Regions from separate parts of the Mus musculus genome. Here region 2 is linked to region 1. Evidence: chromatin contacts called from public promoter capture Hi-C data. All regions are on one chromosome and are shown on one strand. The core of a region is the stretch at or near the end of the contact, and the rest is flanking DNA. Distances in the headings are between cores, read along the strand shown.

Evidence for each region. Promoter capture Hi-C pulls out the DNA fragments that hold promoters and counts their contacts.
Region 2: a promoter capture Hi-C map of pre-B cells shows a contact between it and region 1. The contact joins the promoter of Uhmk1 here to the promoter of Tmco1 in region 1. A contact is called at or near these places in 2 of 39 promoter capture datasets (embryonic stem cells and pre-B cells), 1 of 484 Hi-C or Micro-C datasets (CD4 T cells) and 1 of 9 other capture datasets (adipose tissue).

The regions. Positions count from the first base shown.
Region 1 is chr1:167,307,005-167,310,596 of GRCm38.p6, reverse strand. Tmco1 (transmembrane and coiled-coil domains 1) reads right to left here and starts at 1,927. Exons shown (of 7, transcript NM_001039483.1): 1 at 1,664-1,927; 2 at 1,214-1,291. The coding sequence starts at 1,733.
Region 2 is chr1:170,213,853-170,217,444 of GRCm38.p6, reverse strand. Uhmk1 (U2AF homology motif (UHM) kinase 1) reads left to right here and starts at 2,038. Exons shown (of 8, transcript NM_010633.4): 1 at 2,038-2,472. The coding sequence starts at 2,205.

The DNA of each region.
Region 1 (3,592 bases), core at 678-3,177:
TATAGGCTAGCCTGGCCTATATAAGACCCTGTCTAAAATTAAAAACAAAACAGAACAAACAAACAAACAAACAAAAAACGGACACTCACAAAACTTATAAAGATATAAGGAAATAAGAAGGATATAGGAATAAAGGTAGCTGTAGAAACTCTTAGAAGCCAAGTTAGGTATGGTTTAGGGTTCTGAATTTCTATAGTTCATCTCTTGGAAGGTAGGAGAATCAGCTCAAGGTCATCTTCAGCTAGTGAGTTCAAAGCCAAGCAGGGCTAAATGAGACCCACCTCATAAAAGCAAAACAACCAACCAACACTGGATACCAATTGTGCTTTTAGAGAACCATTCAAAGTCCCAGTAACTGGGGAGCTAAGGGTGAGGCATCAGAAATGTGAGGCCTGCCTGGGCTACCTAAGGCCTTATTTATATGATCAGCTGTGCCCTGCTAAATTTTAACTTTCCTTCAAAAGTCACAAATTTTACCCATGTTAATCATTTTTTCAATCATTTTTCAGCTTTCTCACCCGACTGAAACTTGGCTAAACTTTAAAGGGTACCACTCCCACTGACACTAGTCACAGTGACTTATTCTCCAAACACAGCTCACACATTCAAATCTCCATGTTTACGTGATTTTTCCTTTCCCTAGAATTTCCTCTCCCTCTTTTATCTTCTATCTACATTCTAACTAATCCACAAGGCACTGGGTCCATCTGTACCATGAGATCTTCCATAGTCTCTCACAACAGAACAGGACCTCTTCTTTAGAATGAAGACTCTGTGTGTGTGTGTGTGTGTGTCTGCCATGACCCCTTTCCCCTTTAGCTCCCCGCCCCCCCCCCCCCCCCCCCCGTTTTAGGCAAGGTCTCGACAGGAAGTAGATCCAGCCTGGAATGCACTATGTAGACCAGGCCTGCCCTATCTGGAGCTCTACCACACCCAGATTCCTTTTAGCTTTATTAAAGATGCTGCACAAAGGTCTTTGATTTCTATCTTTACCAAGTTAGAGTATGGTTTTGTTTGTAACATGAATCTCCCTATGTAGCCCACACTAGCTGCGAACTCACAATCATGTCCATCTCCTGAGTGTTGAGATTTCAGTTGCCCTAACAAGGAACACTGGCTTGTAGTATTCTTGGTATACTCCTCTCTTAGTTACTGTGAACATGCACCCATTGAACTTCCCGTGTTGAACCGTCCACCGTCTTACCATACTCACATTTTTTACTTTGTTTTTCCACTTCTGCCTTCAATCTCTTGTATTTGTCTGTCCTGTAAACCAGGACCCAGGTTATGCCTAAACAGTAAAAGCAACATGCTAATGAGAAATAAATGGAAATCACAACAAACCATCTTTAATTGTTAGTATTGGAGACAAAAGGATTTCGACATTTTGCTCTATACTTATCAGTAACTTTTTTCAAAGTCAGATCAACCCATGTTTTGTTTTGTTTTTTTCAGTGTATCCACAAATACGTAAAGAAAATCAGGACGTATGACTCCACACTACTCTCCTGCTTCTATAGGGGGATGAGCCCGGGATTTCTTGCAACGGACCACGCAGGCCGCAGGGAGTGAGGCTCCCGATCTTTGCTCATGGGGTGCGAGGGACCCCAGTGCCCTTCCACCCTGGGATTAATCAAACGTCCAAGGAAACAGCCGCCCTCACCCTCGGCGAGCAGCGCGGTGCACACGGAGATAAAGACGATGAGCAGCGTGTCTGCAAACATGGTGCTCATCTCGCCCGTCTGTCCCCGCGCTCCCACCCTCCGCGGGGGGAAAGCACTCCAGAGCCAGAGAGACCGGGAAGAGACGTGGCGGGACCGACCCTCGAGGAGCGCTACAACTTTGACAGCCCCGAGTCTACACTTCCGCTTCCGGGGCGCCGACCCGGAACTACAGGCTTCACTCCCGCCGTCTGGCCGCCATAGTCGGGAGAGAGCGGCAACGCGCAAGTCTCGGGGGCCGAAGGCGCGCGCCAGGCCCGGTCTCGCGAGAGTTGGAAAGCCAGGTCGGTCGGAGGATGGCGGTGTGGTGGCGGCGGCGTTGCGACCTCGGCAGTGCGTTACCTGCTCTCCGAGCCCGATCGCCTACCTCACACTAGAACCCTGTCACACGGTGGCTGGACTTCACCCGCATCCCCGCCTCCGTGGCCGAAAAGTTAGGCCACCGCGTGCGGAGCGTCAGGGTCTGGGGGCTCGCCCCGGTCCTGGGCTGGGCGAGCCGAGTCGAGGAGTCCTCGGGCGCTGGTTAAACCAGCCTTTATGATGCCGGGGACGCCGTTGGAGGAGAAGGGCTGCACAACTCGCTTGCTGCGGCCGGGCTTTTATTGGAAGGAACGGTGGCGCAGTCGAAGGGGAAGAAGTGAAAACGTTGAATTTGAGTTAGAAGTGTTTTGGGGGCTGGGCGGTGGTGGCGCACGCCTTTAATCCCAGCACTTGGGAGGCAGAGGCAGGCCGATTTCTGAGTTCGAGGCCAGCCTGGTCTACAGAGTGAGTTCCAGGACAGCCAGGGCTATACAGAGAAACCCTGTCTCGAAAAAAAAAAGAAAGAAAGAAAAAAAAAAACAGCCGGGGGGTTGGGGGGGGACGGACACGGGGATAGAAAAAGGTGTGGTGTGTAAAAGTAGGATGTCTTGAGAGAGCCTCATACACTCAGATGTCCTCCGTGATGGACTGTAAATTACCGTGTGCAAGCGGGGCGAGAAAATGACGGGAAGGCCTTGATATAAGAGCACTCGATTCCTCCCAATTCTCAGATCTGCTCTTTTTCCTCAAGAAAACTCAGAAGTCTTCCTTTGTGCGTCCTTGTGTTTTTTTGAGACAGGGTTGCACTATGGAGCCCTGGTTGACCTGGAGCACTCAAGAGACCCCCCTGTCCTAGCTTTCCATAACTGTGCCACCATGCCCAGTTTGACTTCCATTTTCTGTCATTGTTCTTCCAAATTTCACTGCACACAATTTATAAATCTTCTGTAGCATTACCTTTTTAGTTTCTCTTGCCTTATATTTATCCAGGACTCCTTTAATAGATATTAAATATATGTCTATTAAATAAAGATATAACTATAAATATACGTCTTTAATAGACATTAAATATATGTCAGGAACAGTACTGGGCCCTGTAAGATGGAGCAAGATAAGATTCCTTGGTTCCAAAATTCCCCAGGGAAATTGTACGCCATAGTAAGATAGAATTATAGCTAAAGTGTTGAGAGCGCAAGACCGATTCTTCACGGAGGATTCAGAAAAGCTTCAGAAGCCAGGCGGTGGTGGTGCACGCCTTTAATCCCAGCACTTGGGAGGCAGAGGCAGGTGGATTTCTGAGTTCGAGGCCAGCCTGGTCTACAAAGTGAGTTCCAGGACAAACAGGGCTCCACAGAGAAGCCCTGTCTTGGAAAACCAAAAAAGAAAAGAAAAGAATAGCTTCAGAAAGGTCAGTCTGAGCTGAGTCTTGATTTGAGCAGGAGTTCACACAAGGGTATGTTTTTATTTAATCTTCTACATCACCCAAGGTAAATGTTGAGATAGGACAAAGGGTTGACCTTTAGCTCTGCCAGGTTTTCAGTTCTGCTTGAGTCTACTGATTAAGGCTTTTA
Region 2 (3,592 bases), core at 789-3,288, 2.9 Mb before region 1:
GAGCTAGTAGCAGGAGATGGGGACCTAATGATTCACAGTTGCCAACTTTAGTTCTGGCTACTTCCTTCTGAAATTGGAGCATGGTGGATGCTAAGGTCAAGCCCCACTCCCTCTTCATCTCATGTCATTTGGTCAGTTAGTGGTCCTCGGGTTATGAGCTGTTATTTGTATTCAGTCATGATGAGGTTATCTGTGTGAATCTGAGTGGTTTGTGAATGGTGATTTGTATGGCCACTTGCGTTAACACAAGTTAACAAGTAGACTAACAAGAGGACTATGGATATAAGAACTAAAATGAACTGGTAGATTGTCAGGGGCTGAAGGAAAGAGGAGTTGGCAGCTTGTTTAATTAGAAGAGAGATTAGTTTCTACAAGATGTATGGAACAAGTTCCTCAGATGTTTGTTGATAATGTTTGCACAAGGTCAAAATATTTTATATTACCTATACACTTAAAAATGACTAATGTGGTAAATGCTACACTGTGCATATTTATATGCATAAAAGCTCTTGTGTTTTTAAAACATTAAGATTCTTTAATCAAATAGGCACCCTGCCCCCCCCCAGTAAGAAGTCTGGAGGATGGTTTTAGGAAGCACAATGGATTTCTACCAAGCTGTCAAGGATCCAGAAACCTTTTGCATTTCTTCTGGGTCATGAATGATCTAGACTTGCGTTTATTTGTCCCTATACACCCAGTTTCCTCTTCTTCCATTAGTTATGAATTTTATGTGAATTTTCTAGCTTGTCTGGAGCTAGCTTGGGTCATATGACTAGGTAAGCACTAGCTAATGGGATACGACCAGAAAACTCAGTACCATTTTGGCTATTTTTGTGCTTCTTTGGTCTCTTTCCCCATTCTCAAAACCATGAAATGCTGAAAGACAAGGCAAACACATAGGTCACAAAGATAAAAGTCCACTGAGATTGGCAGAACCCTGCATTATTAATTGTAGAAGGGAATGCTTCCATATCTAAGACAACATACTTTGGGCTTTTTGGCACAATAGATCACATCCAATTAATATATTAATATGTTGCTTTTATTCTCTCAGTTGCTTCATAAACAGGATGACTAATCTGTCTTTATTTTTTGTTTTGCTTTTTAAGATTTATTTATTTCTATATACACTGAAATTCTGCCTGCATGTTTGTGTAAGAGTGCCAGATGCTCTGGGACTTGAGTTATAGACACTCGTGAGTTGCCATGTGGATGCTGGGAATTGAACCCTGATCTGGAAGAGCAGTCAGTGCTCTTAGCTGCTAAGCCATTTCTCTAGCCCCAACTAATCTGTCTTTAGCTTTACGCTTATTTTCTTAAGCAGGAGATAGGAAGTAACAGGGAAGAAAACACAACATCTAAGTGAGTCAAGTTAGATCTTCCAATAAATCCTTGTTAGTTATGCAGGAAGGTCTTATTGACTAGAGAGAGGGCGTGGTCACAGCCACTTCTGAGAGAGGCCAGGTATTTCTTTTGTGTATATTACTGTTCCAAAGAAAATCGGAGTTATATTAGAAAGGGAGGTGGTAATGATGGATATCAGGAAGATGTGAAAGCACGTAGCTTTCAGCTTGAAACAATAGGTAATAGAAAATAAGATAGCTGCACAAGAGACAAACAGTTCAGTGGCTATGAGGAAATACTGATCTTCCCCAGGACAGGACTTTGGTTCCCATCACCCAAACCCGGCAGCTCACAATCTCCTGTAACTTCAGCACCAAAAGATATTACACCTTCTTCTGACTTCTGCACACATGAGGAACAAATACACAAATATATAAATACAAATATAATAACTCTTTAAAGATAAATAAAACAAAAAAATCAATAATCATATATTTTGCTGGAGCCAGGGCCTTCCTTGCGCATTCAAGGCAAGCACTTTACTACTGTGCTACACCCCATCTCTAATAATTAAGTTTAATATCTCAGTTGTTTTGTGCTAAACAATTTTCCCCCTGGAGGCCCCGCCCCTCTTAGGCCCGCCTCCTTCAGCCTCTAGGATTGGCTTTCCCCCACTTCCGGCTGGGTCCGAGTGCACTCCGGCTTCCGGTGTCATGGCGGCCTGAGGTCCGGGGAGTCGGTCGGAGCGCTGCAGGCCCCTCCCTGCGGAGCGGCGGGTCCGGGCGGGGATGTGACGGCGGGCGCCGCGGGCCTGCCTGGCGCGTCGTGTCGGCTCGCGTGTCCTCGGCCCAGCCCGCACCATGGCGGGGTCCGGCTGCGCGTGGGGCGCCGAGCCGCCGCGCTTCCTGGAGGCCTTCGGGCGGCTGTGGCAGGTCCAGAGCCGCCTGGGCAGCGGCTCGTCGGCCTCGGTGTACCGGGTGCGGTGCTGCGGTACCCCGGGCTCGCCCCCCGGCGCCCTCAAGCAGTTCCTGCCTCCGGGAACCACCGGGGCTGCGGCCTCGGCCGCGGAGTATGGTTTCCGCAAAGAGAGGGCGGCGCTGGAGCAGTTGCAGGGTCACAGGAACATCGGTAATTGTGGCTGTCCCCCATGTCCTGCCCATGTCCCGGCTCAAGCATAAGCGTCCTCCGCCTGGCCCCCGGTCTTTGGTCCTGTAGGTGGGAGGAGAGGATCGGGCCTCACTAGTTGTCACGCGATGCAGGTCCCTTTTCAGTCCACCTTTCCTTTGCAGCTGTCTGAGGTATACGGTGGAAGTGATTATTACATAGCAAATGCTTAGTAAAGTCCAGTTTGCTTAGGTTTTCATCCGGTAGTTAGAAAGTGAAAGGCATGAGTTTGCCAGGTTGTCATGTCTTGAGTGGAAAATTTTGCATCTTTTCCAAATGGAAAATATTCTAGGGCATCCAGTGCCATCATTGACATCAAATGACATACTACTGAGAACGGAAAAAAAAATACATATTTCGTGTGAATTTGGGAGAGGGAACCCAGTGTTACCTAGAAGTTAATGGAAGTGTGATATTTAAGAGCACAGCGTTTGCTTCAGTAAGACTTTCATGACTCAGAGATTTAGAATGTAAGCTTGTTTGGGCCACAGATATATGGAAGCAGTCCTCGTTGCTAATCCACGTACAGGCAGAGAGCTTGTAAGCGGTTATAACTTTGGTTAGTAAAGAAGCGTCATAGATCTTGGCAAATAGAACCCATGTGTAGCTTGAAGAAAGTGTTTGTTTATTTATTTATTTATTTATTTATTTATTTATAATACTACATTGATAGAATGTCCTAATGCTAGTGTGTTTTTCTTTTTTTTCCTTAATCTTACTAAGCGGTATATCACTATAGCTTTGGTGTTTGACAGGAACATTTTTTGCATGCCTCAGTACTTGTTGAATCTCTTGCGTGATTACATTAGAATGTTATTTGTAATTGATGTATATAATATGTGTGTGTGTATATATATATATATATACACGTATATATATGTGTGTGTGTGTGTATACATATGTCTATGTATATACACATATATGTATGTGTGTATATATATATATACACACACATGTACACACACACACATATATATATACATATATATATATATATGTATATATATATATATGAGCATAGAATGCTGTTTTGGATCAGGCAACCTTCAATTTGCTCTTAAGGGTTACTTAATATCATAGGTTT